2 separate regions of the Mus musculus genome follow, and region 2 is linked to region 1. The links are chromatin contacts, called in public HiChIP or PLAC-seq maps. All regions are on one chromosome and are shown on one strand. The core of a region is the stretch at or near the end of the contact, and the rest is flanking DNA. Distances in the headings are between cores, read along the strand shown.

What was found. HiChIP or PLAC-seq counts read pairs in DNA pulled down with a chosen protein or histone mark.
Region 2: a contact with region 1 is called in an H3K27ac HiChIP or PLAC-seq map of embryonic stem cells, with 7 read pairs. The contact joins the promoter of Xkr5 here to the enhancer-like site in region 1. A contact is called at or near these places in 8 of 39 promoter capture datasets (the 3T3-L1 cell line, 3T3-L1-derived adipocytes, the C10 cell line and 5 more), 6 of 484 Hi-C or Micro-C datasets (the Ba/F3 cell line, CD4 T cells, the HPC-7 cell line and 3 more), 7 of 115 datasets of contacts at active chromatin or transcription factors (the SCID.adh cell line, effector CD8 T cells, embryonic stem cells and 2 more) and 1 of 9 other capture datasets (adipose tissue).

What each region holds. Positions count from the first base shown.
Region 1 is chr8:18,902,546-18,910,022 of GRCm38.p6, forward strand. No RefSeq gene overlaps it. Among named protein-coding and RNA genes, the nearest start is that of Gm35934, 4.0 kb to the left of the region's middle. Within about 2 kb of position 4,771, at least 7 of the 459 cell types and tissues checked have an H3K27ac peak or open chromatin away from gene starts, as enhancers often do. A contact at or near this core is called in embryonic stem cells, where this site is marked.
Region 2 is chr8:18,946,564-18,954,040 of GRCm38.p6, forward strand. It overlaps Xkr5 (X-linked Kx blood group related 5), which reads right to left and starts at 4,412. Exons shown (of 7, transcript NM_001113350.2): 1 at 4,313-4,412; 2 at 1,996-2,179. The coding sequence starts at 4,370. It overlaps Gm40464 (a long non-coding RNA gene), which reads left to right and starts at 3,704. Exons shown (of 3, transcript XR_870173.3): 1 at 3,704-3,867.

The sequences.
Region 1 (7,477 bases), core at 3,521-6,020:
CTGAGGGCAGTTAGCAAAGGAACTCAAACCAGAACAGGAAGCAGAAACCATAGTAGAACCCTGCTTGCGGGCTGGATCAACCTCGTCCTTTTACAACTCAGGATTACCTGTCCAGGAGATGGTACTGCTGGAAGCCTGCTGGGTCCTCCTTTATCAATTAACAAAATGACTGCCCCCTCCTAGGACATGTTCCAATGCCCATCTGATCTGGGCAATCGCTCAGCTGAGCATCTTTTCTCAGATAACCCTAGACTGTGTCAAGTTGACAGTTCGCCTAGGACATCAGCTTGAAGGAAGGCTTTGTTGTGGTCCACAGTTTGAGTAGTAGTCTATCAAGGTGGGGAATGCATGGTGCTAGGATTGTACAGCAGCTGGTCATGTGATATCTGTAGTCAGGACTCACAGAGGAATAAATTCAGGTGGTTCTTCTTTGTATTCAACTCAGGATCCCAGCTCATGAAAGAGGGCCACCCTGTTGAGGAGCAATCCCCTTTGGCCAGAGAAACAACACAGCAGTTAAGAGCATGTTGTTCTTGCAGAGGACCCAGGTTCAATTTCTAGCACCCACATGGCAGCCCACCCCTCTGACTCTATTTTCAGTAGGGTAACTACATACACCCAGGCAACACACACATAAAATAAAGTTAAATTTAGCTCTCAACTGCAGCTTATCCACATAACAAACACAGTACCAGGGGCAAGGATCAGAAAAAGGCACAGGGCGGGATGCCATGTGGGTACTGTGGCTGGGAGCCAAGCATCCACAAGCCAAGCTTGTAGGCAGTGTCCAGAAGGTAACAGGGACCAAGAAAAGATTCTTAATTAGTTTCCCCAGGAGAATGTGGGAACACGTTCCCTGCCAACACTTTGACTTGGGACTTGAACTATCTAGAACTGTGAGACACTAAACACATTGTCTGAAACTTTGTGATAGGGTGTTTAGGCAGCCCTTGGGAATGAACACAGATTTTTGGAAAGAAGGCTTACTTCAGTAAAGTGCTTAAAACGCTTTCAAGAACAAAATTGAGTGAGGTGAAGTTCATCTTAGGTCTGATGAACTATTACTTGTAGCAAATTTGTTGGACCATAGTGAAAACCTACTGCCTGCCAAAGGCCTTTAATTGGATTTACAGGAAAGCTGTTGTTGCAGACCTAAATTTTTAAAGTAGTAGTGTTTATACACACAGTTTTCTGGATAGACTGGGGAAGTAACATTTCCTTTCTGAATAGGAGCTGTTCACTTGTAAAACACCCAGGATGTCTTTAAGCAGTAAGGACGGTGATGATTTAAGATTCCGATAGTGGACTGTTGGCTTCATCTAGAGAAAAGAAAAGAAGGGGAATCTGATCAACATTTGAATTTTAATGTCTCTTTATGTCCATCAATTAAGTATTGAGACTAAGTGCCAATATCTCAGGGGAAAATGTTAGTTATCAAGAATAAATACCAAAGGGACCAGCTGCGGGTGGCACATGCCTTTAATCCCATCACTTGGGTGGCAGAGGCAGGAATGTATATCTCTTTGAGTTTGAGGCCAGCCTTGTTTATAGAGTGAGTACCAGAACAGCCAAGGGTACACAGAGAATACCTGTCTCTAAAAGACAGTTATCTATCTATCTGTCTGTCTGTCTGTCTGTCTGTCTGTCTGTCTGTCTGGATATATGGGGGGAGGGGGAGAATACCCCAAAGGCAGGTGTAAGTTTAGATTTTTAAAAACTTAATAAGGGTTTTTTTTTTATTATAATGTTTTAACCCCTCTTTTAGTCTGTCATCTATTATAGGTAGTGGAAAAGAAAGGTTATTAGGATATGGGGAAAGTGGACCTATTTATAAATAATTTTTGGGTGGTGGGCAATCTAATCTGTGTTGTCTGGATATTAGCATTTTAGTTTACGTGAAATAGCAGCGGCAGCTCAATCTAGAAAAAGTCGTAAGGCTTAGTTGTTGTTTAGAAATAGTTTGGGGGGATTTTAATCTCTAATTGTCAGGATATCAGTAGTCTAGTTTAGTGGTGTCAGGGTAGTAAACATGAATTGGCAGTGGTGGCATGACCCAGCAAAAACAGCCTGGCATCTGCCGAATTGGCATGTGTTGGTAGGAGCTATCAGGACCAGCAGGGATGCTAGGAGAAGCTCTCTGTTGTGAGTCTCTTTCAATGAAGTGCAGGTCAGTGAAGACATAGGACCAACAAAGCATTGTAAATCTAGATATGTAAGTCAGTTGTCTCTGTTGAGTCTTATGCTCCCTCCAAACATTATATGTCCTTCCATGGGTCTTGCCTCAGTAAAACACCACATGAGTCTGTCTTAGCTAAACTTTATGTAATTTTGCCTTAGTAAAACTCTATGTGAGTCTGTATTAGCTTCTCTAGACACATGAAAAGGTGTGCTTTCTTCATGAATCTCATGAGCTCCTTAAGCCTGTCAAGGGGACAATCAGGACTCACTATCTTGAATATGCACTTTGCCTATAGACTATGGCAGAGAACAAAACACTTCATGATCAGTTATAGACTTTCCTTCAGAAGAGCGTTTGCCCCTATATGACCAGCATGATCTCACTAGGGCACACCACATGTTCTACCATACTCCTCCCTCTTTAGACCCCTCTTGCCTCAGCCTTCTTGGTCCTATGGGTGTTGGGATAGCAGGCAGTATCCTCCCTGTTCTTATTAAGGTCAATGATATTTCATTTATAGACAGACCCTTCTAGCTTAAGCCAAACCTCCCTGTTGATCCTTCATTTGCATATACACTATCTGTTGACTGTTGTTTATTTTCAATGTCTGATGACTTATTTGTTATTCTTAAAGCCTTGTTTTGACCTGACTCAGACATGAAGTAGAAGCTCTCAGCAAGGGCAACCTATGTCTCTTGGTGATCTGTTCCTGGCATTTTTCCTTTGGCTTCCTTCATTCTCTTGACCCAAAGTTTAGCACACTCTGCAACCTCCTCATTTTTCTTACTCATTCTTTCCTCAGAGCATTTGGTCAGCTTTTGTGTTGCAGGACATGAAGTAACAAAATGCTGAATCTTGGGACATTTAGTCTTGAGCTTCCTACCCTCTTTGTTTGGGGGCTTTCTAATGATGTATTAGAGAGCTTGAAAAACCTATAGATACTGCTAGCTCTTTTGGCCCCAACCAATGAGGCATAGCAGTACTTGTCAGGCAGGACTATTCTCCTCTCCTTTATTCTATTCTATTCTATTCTATTCTATTCTATTCTATTCTATTCTATTCTATTCTATTCTATTCTTTCTGTCTTAGTTAGGGTTTTACTGCTGTGAACAGACACCGTGACCAAGGCAACTCTTATAAAGACAACATTCAACTGGGGCTGATTTACAGGTTCAGAGTTTCAGTCCATTATCATCAAGGTGGGAGCATGGCAGTATCCAGGCAAGCATGGGGCTGGAGGAGCTGAGAGTTCTATGTCTTCATTTGAAGTGAAAACTGGCTTCCAGGCAGCTAGGATGAGGGTCTTAAAGCTTGCACCCATAGTGACACACCTACTCCAACAAGGCCACACCTACTCCAACAGGGCCATACCTTCTAACAGTGTCACTCCCTGGACTGAGCATATATAAACCATCATACTATTTTATTCTCTATCTTCCTTTTTTCTTCCTTCCTTCCTCTCTTCCTTCCCTCCTTCCTTTCTCTTTTCCCTTTCTGCAATAATCGAGTTGAGAACTCTCAGGCTGGCATGCAGAATGCATCTTTGACAGACCCGTGCTTCCTCTCCCCAGTTATCCTTGGTCTATACAAGAGTGTCCCTTACTCAACAGCAGGTTCACTCTGCCAGGCTCAAGACATGTTGCTTAATGGTCATTCTCACCACTGGTTGAACCACACAGCCCTCCCACACCTTATCCAGAGCACCAGCAGCTACTTCTGTGTCCATTTGCTTCAATGAACCTTAAGGTCATCATCTCCTTTGATGAGTTTCTGACAGCTGGTAGCTGGGAGGGAGATATTCAGCTTCATCTTGACACAGCCAATGGCCTGGGAAGTGCCATGAAAAAGCTGTGGTGTGTTTCCAAGGCTCCAGCTAACTGAACTCATGTACAGGAAGTTCTTAGTCTAAAGTTGCCATTTATATGCAATGCCTTAAGCCGGGTGTGGTGGACCACACCTTTAATCCCAGCACTCAGGAGGCAGAGGCAGATCCCTTGAGTTTGATGCTAGCATAGTCCTTAAAGAAAGATCTAAGATAGATGACGAGAGCCTGTCTTGAAAAACAAATAAATAAATATATAGATGCAATGCCTTCATCCCTAAAACTTATTTTATCTCATGCAATTAGAAAGAGGCCTGTCAAGGGAATGCTAAACACAGTCAAAGCCTGAAGTCTCTTGTGTGGTGTGGTGAGGGTAGAGGCAGGGAGCACGAAGGCACAGACAATTATCCTGGCTTAGCCATTCCCTGGATCATATCATTGCCTTTTATGTAGCAATCAAATGGGACAGGATGGATTCAGCATTGTACTTTAAAACCACTGTGGAGGGAGGTACAGCTGTTCAGACATGAGACACTGGATTCCTGGGGCCCTTCTCAGGAGTTAGCCTATTTTTTTGTTTTTGTTTTCCCTTCAAGGGAAAGAACCAGCTGGCCAAGGCAGGTTGTGGCAGGATGGTGGTATCTTGGCTTCATTTGCCTCTTGTGGAAGCTTTTGCTTCTCCAAGCAGCCAGCAGAGCCTCCACACAGCACAGAGCAGTACTTCTCAGTCAGGTCTGGGGATGAGGCTAGGCTAGGCTGGGCGTGGCCTCTAGGTCCTCCATCCCTCTTGCTTGGCCTGGGATGAGGGTGCCGCAGACGCCCACGGTGGGCTGAGGTGGTCAGGAAACTTACTGGACAATGCAGCTTGCACTTCCCTTTCCTTAATCACCCCACTACTTCTGCATGACACTCCTGTGCCAGGCACAATTGCCCTTCCTGCCGTTTATGCCTTTCCCATGTTTGTGCTCTAAGTGTCCCTCCCGGACAGCGCGTGGGAGGTATGGAATTCCATGAGGTACTCTCCTACCTCTCGACACCCAGCCCCTCTACTCCACTAACCCTGAATGTCCTCTGGACCAGCTCTGACACAGTTACATATACTCAAACAGACCTATTCCTACACTCAGACACATAAGCACACAGTCATATTCAAACATACACAGACATAAATCTACACACTCAAGCAAATACTCAGAAACACACACATAGACACACACAGACACACATATAGACACACCCACACAAATGCAATTAATACTGTCAGATAGAACACACCCGAACATTCAGACACAGAGATATATCCCTGCATGAGCATACATGTTCAAATAACCCCCAATCCTCTCACTCAAAGATTGATACACACAACCAGTCATTACCCTCAAATACACCTACAGTGACACACTTCACACATCAACACAAGCATACATTCACACACTCAGACTCCCCCCACCTCTGTATACATTCACACACATTAACACATAAACATTCCTAAGCATACTCCTTGACATATACAAAACACAAACACTTGTACACACACTCAGAGATATGGAGCACAGAAATAATGCTTGTACCACCAGCTATGGGGTGGGGGTATCCCTAGCCGAGTCTAGTACCACATAAATCGACCTTCTCCCTGTAGCAATCCAAAGGGAATATTTATATGTCCATCACCTACACTCCCCTCTGTGCCTGCATCCCCATCTCTGCTCCTGTGGAGCATCAGCCGAGGCTCCTTGCTTAGCCCCACCCCGCATCACCTGTGTGCCTTCACTTTTCAACTGCCAGGCTTTCCTTTGCATTACCAGATTCCCATTTCTTTGGGCTCCATCCTACCTGGATATTAAAAACACCTACTGGGAGTAGTGGCTCACATCTACAATCCTGGCACTTCAAAGGCTGGGTCAGGAGGACTCTTGTGAGTTCAAGGTCAGCCTGAGCTACAGAAAAAGATTTCTAGCAATAAACTAACCTACCTCCCATTCACCCACCATCACCACCACCACAACCACAATCACAACCACAACCACCACCGACAATAACAGCATTAAACCCAGAACAAAGTCCAAAGCCCAAGCTTTTATTTATTTTTTACTTCAAACTACTATGGGTCTGCTTCTACTTTACCCAGAATTCATCTGAGGGAGCCCCTGTCTTCAGTACCTCCACCCTCCTCCCATTCTTGTGGGCGTTCAGAATTGATCAGCTCCAGACATTTCTGTGAAACAACCTTGCAAAGGTCACAATGCAGTGGCATTGTGTGGTTAGACTGGATAACTTCCCCAGTCCACGTAGGATTTGGCTCACCTGCCACAGTTGGTACAGTTGTTCCCTGGTACTTCATGGTCTTGGTACACTTGCTTCTGGTACACACTCAAGCCTGGTGTCCTAACACTTAGCCATCCCTCTGTTTCATGTGTGGCATTTCCTCTTATCCCCAAACTCAATGGGGACTTGGCCCATCCCTTGCTCCTCAAAGACCTCAGGCACAGTGAACTCTGGCTTTGAATCTCCAGACCAGATTTCCCCCTTGGTGATCCCAGTGGTCCAATCTAATGTCATATTCTTACCCTACTCTGGAAGGCATCTCACAAGGAATGCACTTGATACGTGAGAGGTGGTGTTCTTAGAGGTCTGCCTCTCTATGGGTGAAATAATGTGTGGATGCACACGGGCTACCTTGTTAAATGATCTGTTAACCCCAGGTCATGTGTTGTCTGAACAAAGACTAGTGTACAGAAACATTTATCTGTTATCTATTTATCTAGGCACAGTCCCACTGAGGAAGACACTGTCTTGGCCGTCTTTGTATCTCCGTGCCTTATCCAAGAACCTGAGATACAGCAAGCTTGGGATGTCTGCTGAGTGAGCGACCTTGTGTAGAGTGGGTAGCCACAGCTGATCTGACTCCCAGCACCCCTGTTCTCTGTCTCCTGATAGACAATAGCACCAGCTCTGTCTTGAGGGTACAAACTGAGAGAGTAGCTGCGGCCCTTGGCTAAAGCTTAGAGCTTCCTATGTATTCTCTGTCAACCGTGGGCCCTGGTAGCATTTTGATGTGTGCTTTCCTGTTGAGGAGTTAGGCATATTTGTGGTGACAGTTAAGTTGTATGTGGGGCTACGAGGTGTTTCAGCTTGGGTAGGCAGATTTCCAAATGAGTTTCAAAAGACCAGTGAGACATGATGAATGCCAGCAAGAGAAGGTCTAGGTACCTACAGAGAGGATCATAGCTGTGGGAACCGAAGGGTAGACAAACATCTGGAGGACTGAGTGTCCAAGGCTTGGTGGTAGGAATGGAGACAATGCTTGAATTCTGGGGGAAATAGCCTGTGGTGGTGGTGGTGGGGACTTACGTAACCATAGCAACATTCAGCTTAAGATGAGGGATGAATGGCAAAGGAGTCTAAAGAACAGTGTGTTGTATGTAAACGGAAGGTAGTAAGACCAGTTGTGGATTCCCTCAAGACAACACTTTGTC
Region 2 (7,477 bases), core at 3,162-5,661, 44 kb after region 1:
TTTATGTGTGTGCTTGCCTCTGTGTGTATGTATGTGTGTGCACGCACACATATGTGCACCTATGAAAGACAAAGGAGGGCACCGGATCCTCTGAACCTGTAGTTAGAGGCAGTCGTGAGCTATCTTATGTGGGTTCTGGGAGCTTAACAGTAGTTTGTGCTCTCTATCCCTGAGCCATGGCTCCAGCTCCCACATTATTATCATCAACAATTATATATTAATAAATTAATGTATTTATTACATTGATTTATTGTATTATTATAAAATATATAATATAATAAATAAAACATAAAATAAATTATTATAAATAATAAATATATTTACATTAAATAATAAATTGATAAATATATCAATAATAATAATAATAATAATAATAATAATAATTTTGAGACATATATGTCTCATTATGTAGTCCTGAGTGGCTTGGAGATAACTATGTAGCACAGGTTGGCCTCTACCTCACAGGGATCTGCCTGACTTTTTATCTTAAGGGATAGGAATAAAGGCTGTATACATTAGTTTTTAATCACCTGAATGTTTTTTTTCTCAATTAGCTATTCATGGCTTTTTCTTCCTCCCAGTTTTTGAATTGCACTTGTCTTTAATTTATCCAGATTAATTTCTAAATAGGTACCAGAAACCATGCCATCACTTAGTAGTGATATTGAGAGGACAGGGGGTTCACTGTCAAATATCATAATCTGGACCAGTCTTTGACACCACTTCCCTGAAGGCTTATAAGGTCCCCAGGGTCTCTACAGAGCCCGAGAAGACAGATTTACCTGCGAATAGTTAAGGATGCTTCTTTCTAAAGGCTACTTTGAATTCTGCTTTTGAGCTATCAAATGCTTGTTTACGTTGAAGCTATTTCACTAGTTTGATACGCCATTGCCTTTGAGGTCTCACCACATACAGCAGCTAACTATCTATCAATCAGTGAGCCCTCTGCCCTTATACAAGGCCAGGCAAAGGAGGGCTTAGAGAGTAGGTTCTGCTCCAAGAAGGCTGCAGTCCCAAATTCTATGAGACGACTCCTCCCCCTGCCAGTGCCAGCCCTGTTGTTTTACAAGAGCACAGACCTCAGCCAGGAAGGCCCAGCTTAGGATGAACTGGTGTAACACACGTGTTTTTGATGCATCTATGTGACAAGGGTCTGCTGGAAGGGAACATGAAGAAGAGGCAGTCACTTCATGTTTCCCTGGAAGCACTTTCTACTCTGACCCAAGTCCAACCTGGGTAGAGAAAGAAGACGCAAGTGACCAGGACAGACAGCAGCACTTGGCAATGGTTCCTTGGATGCCCTTCAAACCTTGAGCATCTGTGATTTAGTAAGCACTTGAGTCGCAGGCTTCACCTGTCTGGGTCCTTATTTCTTCCCCGCTTTAGAAAAGTCCTCTCAACTCTCCAGGGTTATGGGGCAGCTGGGAGTGGAAGTGTGCTGTGTCTGCAAATGCACAGCTTCCTGTCTCCAGGTGGCAATACCCTGTCACCTCTGGAGACACTGTGGGCACAGGGAAGCCACCTACACCAGGTCCATACCTGGCAACCTTTTATACAAAGAAAAGAAGAACAAACCAAACCAAAAAAACCACCACTGGCTCTGGCTCCCAGGTCACTTCTTCCTGCCACAGATGCATAAAACAAATGTCATCACGTGGGCTTTACTGTCTAGCTTGTGGTCAATTAAGTCTGTGCCCCCTTCATGGACCAAGGTAGCAGTTATCAGATGGAACACTTTAAGCAAGCTGATTTATGTGGATCCAGAGGTTCATTAAGGGGTGGAAACAGCAGTGATGTAGAATCTGGCTAAAGACAAGAAAAAGCATCGAAAGGTCATTGGTGCAGTGAGGAGGAGCCCCAGACGCTGGGTATGTGTTAGGATGCCAATGCCAGACACGGCTGTGGCCCTGAAGATCCCTGGCTTTAAGGTCAGAGTGTGTACGGATAGGGGAATTTTTCCACTGTATCAGAGGGAAGGGAGGTGGGCGCTCTTACCGCTTCCAGACGCCAAGTTGCAGAAGATGCAGTACCGCCAGCCACCACTGACCCTGATGCCCATCTGCTCGGAACCACAGAAAGCTCAGGGCCTGGACCAAGAAGCCGGGCAGGAGGACAGAAAGGGCCAGCCACCCCCAGAGGAGACGACCCGTGGCAAAGTAGAAAACTATGGAGCAGAGGCCTGGGGTAAAGACAAGATGAGGGGTGTTGAAATGACAGAGTTAGGCAATGTTTCATATACACGTGTCTTCTGTATGTTACGGTGCTCTGACAGCCTGAAGCCTTTCTGCCACAGACAACACAGTGTTCTTCCAAGAATGTGCCTGTGGTATGCACTCTATCCAACTCAGAGCTTCTGATTTAGACCCATGTACCCTAGGAAATGCTATTTCTCTGCCTTAGTCTGTCCAAGGTCAGGGGCCAAGTGACTAGGGACCTATCTGTAGCCCAAAGCTCACAAAAAAGTACCCATAGAAAACAAGTCCTCCAAATCTATTCGCCATGGTCAGCCTGTCTTGTTTGATGAAGTTCCAGCAGAGGTTCTGGCTCCTGATCAACTGAGTCTTTCCATATGGCCCCACTCAGTATGCCCTGCCTCTTATCCCTAGGAACTGTGATCTTTCTTAAGTCTGTTCTATCCAACAGATCATTTAACTAAAACAAAACAAAACAAAACAAAACAAAACAAAACAAAACATAACCAAACCAAACCAAACCTCAAAGGAACCCAGGTCTCAACATAACCAGCACAGCATCCTTACCATTAGCAAGGAGCCCACAGGGCCTGCTAGCGATAAGACAGGCATAGTGGTAGTGGTATGTCTGTGGGGTTACACCGCATATGTGCTAAGTACCTGGGGGACCCAACAACCAGGAGTGACCTGGAGTCACCACACGGTTACAGCCAACCAGGGCTGCATGTGCTGGACTTCAGTCATAGCTGGTTCTGTGTGAGGCTGGCTTTGGATTTTCTTTTGTTTTGTGTTTCTAAGGACTGAACTCAGGGCAGTTCCTGTGCTAGGTAAGGCCTCTGCTATCCCCGAGTCCACTTTTCTGTTTATTTAGAGACAATGTTCTGCTAAGTTGCACAGGCTAGCTTTAAACTCTTTCTGCAGCCTAGTTAGGTTTAGAACTCACCACGTTCATCCACCCCCAACCTCTTCATTGGCTTGGATTATACGCCTATGCCATCAGACCAGGCTCCACCTATATAACCTCGGATGTCAGCGAGAAGCTGTGTTGGTATTACTGATTACTGAGGGGGATTGTGGAGGGTACTCAGGGACCCTTTCACACTACCGTTGTCCTGAGTTTTCTAGGATTACCAAGGAATGTAGATCAGTAGGCACAAACCTCACTGCTTGGAGGCAGAGCCGGGAACCCATCAGCTATGGGAAGAGAATAGCCACTATTCCTTTCTCAGTCCCAGGTTATGTTCAGTGCACTGACAAGCTTCCTGCTAAACATCCATTCTTTTCCTGTTGGAAAGCTAGGGGACTAGGCCACTATGGGCAACAGTGTACTTCCTAGTCTCTTAGGGCCTAAACTAGCGCCCTTTGGGATTCTGAGTGGGTGTTGGGGACGGGAATCTGCAGGGATTATTCTGTAAATCAGAGGTAAATTTCAGAGATACCATGTCCAAGAAGGGACGCGGAACCTTGTTGGATCCGGATGGTGGAGTTTCCCCAGGGACCGGGCCTTGTAGGAGAGTGGCAGAAGTGGGCGGAGGCACTCTATGCCAGCACTGAAAGGGTTACAAATTCAAACGCGAAAGGCGCGAAAACTATGGCCATCTTGCTTCATCTCCGCTACCCACAGGACCCTTGTCTTCAGTAAACCAGCGTTCTGCTGTGTCACAATCTCGAAAGGGTAACCAGTGTCCTTTGGGATCCCACCCCTCCACCTCTCCCAGCTCTTGGATCGCATGCCACCCCAGCCCGGAGCCCGGGTGTCCAGGGAGCCAGGGCGCCTCACCAAGTGCTGGCGCTCCAAAGTAGCCTCCTCACGCAGCTCTTTGCAGAGCACCAGCGAGAGGAGAGAGAAGGGACTCAGGGCTCCGGGTTTGGAGTATGGGGAGGATCCATGCATGGAGGGATGTCTAACTGGATGGAGGAAATCATGCATGGTGAGGGGATCACACAGGGAGTGCTCTGCAGGCTAGGACGGGAGATCATCGTGCGTGCACCGGCGCAGTGTTCGCCGCTTGCCTGCCTGCCGGAGGAGGAGGAGGCACAGCGGTGGTAGATGTGCCCCGCACACTGGGTTGGAGTAGGGTATTGGAGGGGTGAGCACTCGCGGGCTGCGCCTCACTCACGCGCGCTTTGCTCGGCCGCCTGCAGCAGGGCAGAGAGCCCCAGGAGCCCCGCGTGCATCTTCTGAGCTGCTGCTGCCTGTGCCCGCCCCTTCCCCTGCCCGGGACCGGGTTGGGGAGGCTTCCGGCTTGGGGCCCCAAGACAGGAGGCTTTTCTTCCCAGTCAGTTACCAAGTTGCTAGTAGGGTTGGGGTGAAGGCGGGGACAGGGGGCAGGAGGAACCGACAGGTTCTTAGGGGGCAGTCTCGCGGTCTGTGTCAGATTTGCATGCTGTCCCAGCCTCCTAACGGCTGTAAGACACAATGGGTTTGTTCTGAAGCGAAATGGGTTAGTCACTGGGTGGTCATAGTCAGCGGGTTTGCTCAAAACAGAGTCCACTTAACTACTAGTCAGAGTGGTGTATGTGTGTATGTGTATCATGGGAGGAGGAATTTGAAAAGCTGATTGGGACTTTTGAAAAATTTCAGTTGTGTGTCCAGAAAAGGGAAAGGAAACACGCCTAAAATGGCATCTGAGCCTTTAATAGCCGCTTTGCTTTCAGACCTTTCTCCCAGGTATCCTTGAGGGGTTAATCCAGATCCCCCAAAGCCAGAAGTAAACCTTCCCACGGAAAGTCTTTCTGGGAGATGGGAAAGCATCACCCTGACATTTGTTTCGATGTAGAGGTTACACAGGACTGTGGACGTGGGGACAAAGATTGTTCTGAATCGTCCATGCCCAGCGGAAAAATGTTTTATAACCCTTGAGCAGGCGTGGCAGGAAATTACTAAGTAGAGGTCAGGCCTACAGCGATTCTGCCCCATAGAATTCTTGCGAAGGAATAAGAATACACAAATTAGGACTGGAAATAAATGCTGTTCATGATTAGTGATGGGTGGGGAACATTTCAATACATTTCTCAACATTTTTAGCCTTAAAACATCCCACCACACTCCCCATCCAAATTCCTAGGTGTACGGTTTGAGAAATAAAAACATATTCTATATTTCATTTGTTAAAAACAGTCCAAGGCAGGCAAGGTGGGGGATCAGGACGTTGGCTGCCTCTCTGGTCTGTCTTGTGTGCTGTGTCCAGTGTGGAGGGACATGGCCCCCCAGGTTCAGAATCCTATAAATGGAGATCGCAGAAGGGTCAGCTGGAAGACACAACTGGGGATTCCAGCTGGGATATTCTATCTGATTCTATTCTATTTGATTGGCTGTGTGGCAAAGGTGGTTGGTTCATAATCACACCTCCTGTGCCACCAGCCTCCCTTCTCTCTACCTTTCTTTTCTTCACAGCACTTATCCAGTTACGTTTCCTCCTTGGCTAATGTGTTATCTTTTACCAGTCTGCTATGGCAGGAGGTGAGGTGCCTTCATTAGACTAATGACACTGTCTCTAGACCTGACTCAGGGGAGGCTCTTGTGAGACAGACTTCCTGGAGAGACAAAACATGACAGATAAAAGCAATGGCTGCACCCTTGTCCAGCTTGGTGAACCAATGAGTATTTACTGTGGTGACTAACTGGAGTGGGGGACTCATTACTTACAAGGAGCAGGGATGTCTCAAAAGCAGCGGCAACATCAGAGAGATCACCCTGACATGGGTTTAGATTTCTCCTGCAGGCTCCACATGGCATTAGACCAGAAATGCTGGTATTCTCTATCCTTCAAGCTGACTGGGGAAATCTCGCCTGGGTAAGGTAGATGCGTTGAGAGATCCTTTATAGTCTCAAGATTCCCACTCTTGGTAAGTCCCAGGCCCTGGCTGATATGGCCCGATTAGATTGTTGGTGGCCTCTCTGGAGAATAATCCAGCTTCCCAGAGAAGACTTCCCTAGGGTAGGTAGAACTTCTTACGCACAGGATGTGTCTGTGCTCAGGACTAAAACGGGTCCTAGAATGAGCTAGGAGCTGCCTGTGATAGGCCATCCATCTCCTTGTTTCCCACAGGACTGCTTGTAACTCTGAAGGTTGCTGATTCAGGCCTCCCAAGCAGGGTATGTCCTCCTGCTGACCCCTCAGGCACAGGACCAGCTCTTCTCTGTTCCCTTTAAATCCTGCATCCCTACCTCTCCTGTGTATTTAGTTGGTGCGGAGACTTTCCTGCCATCATAAAGGTCAGGGGAAGAAGGCCATTGTAAGTGTTGGCAAGAGATGGTAGTGAATCCTTATGGTTCCCACAGGGCCCAGAGCAGAGGGAAAGGGGGAGGGGGAGGGGGAGAGGGAGAGGGGGAGGTAGAGGTAGGTGGAGGAAAAGAGGGGGAGGGGGAGGGGGAGGGGGAGAGGGAGGTAGAGGTAGGTGGAGGAAAAGAGGGGGAGGGGGAGGGGGAGGGGGAGAGGGAGAGGGGAGGTAGAGGTAGGTGGAGGAAAAGAGGGGGAGGGGGAGGGGGAGGGGGAAGGGGAGGGGGAGAGATCTCACTTGGTATGATATGAACGTGGCCTCTCTGTGAGAAGACCTTCCTGTAAGCTAGAAATACTTTCAGCACAGGTGAGTTCTTTATGTGCTGATAAAACATGGGAAGTGGAAGATGCCAGAATCTGCCTGTGAATAAGCCCTATGTATGACAGGCTCTTACCCATGTGTCTCAGGGGACAGCTCACAGATTCGGAGGGTTGCCACTTTAAGCCATCGAGCTAGGATGTGCTCTCCTGGTGTTCCTTCATATCTAGGACTGTTAGTCATTTCCCTAGAACCGTCAGTCATTCTCCTGGAGCCTTGTACCCCTGGCTTTGACAGGTGTCTCAGCTTCTGTGGGACCTGGGTGACCTGGGAGAAGAGTAGCCGAACAGCAGGATCAGATAGTATCGGAATCTATCATTTCTACCACGTCTAGGACGCAGATATGAGGTGCCTGTTGGACAGTGGTGTTCCAAAGCCCTGTGTTGGCTGTATTCATATGGATCAGGAATGCACAGTTTTATAGCTGTGCATGATATCATATGATATTGCAATGCAGAGTGAAGTCCTCAGAAGCAGCCCTCTGTCCCCTGATGAGTCTCCAATCCTGTGGGCAGCATGTCTTTACGGTTAGATTTGCTTTTATCCTGGATACTCCAGGTCAGTATCTCCTTCCAGACCTGTTATGTTTCCAAGTCTGGGGTGTTTGTGTAATTCTGGCAAGGATTCCCACAATAGGGCCCCTCCTGCTCCAGGGGAAAGAACATGACTGTGGAGGGTCAGCC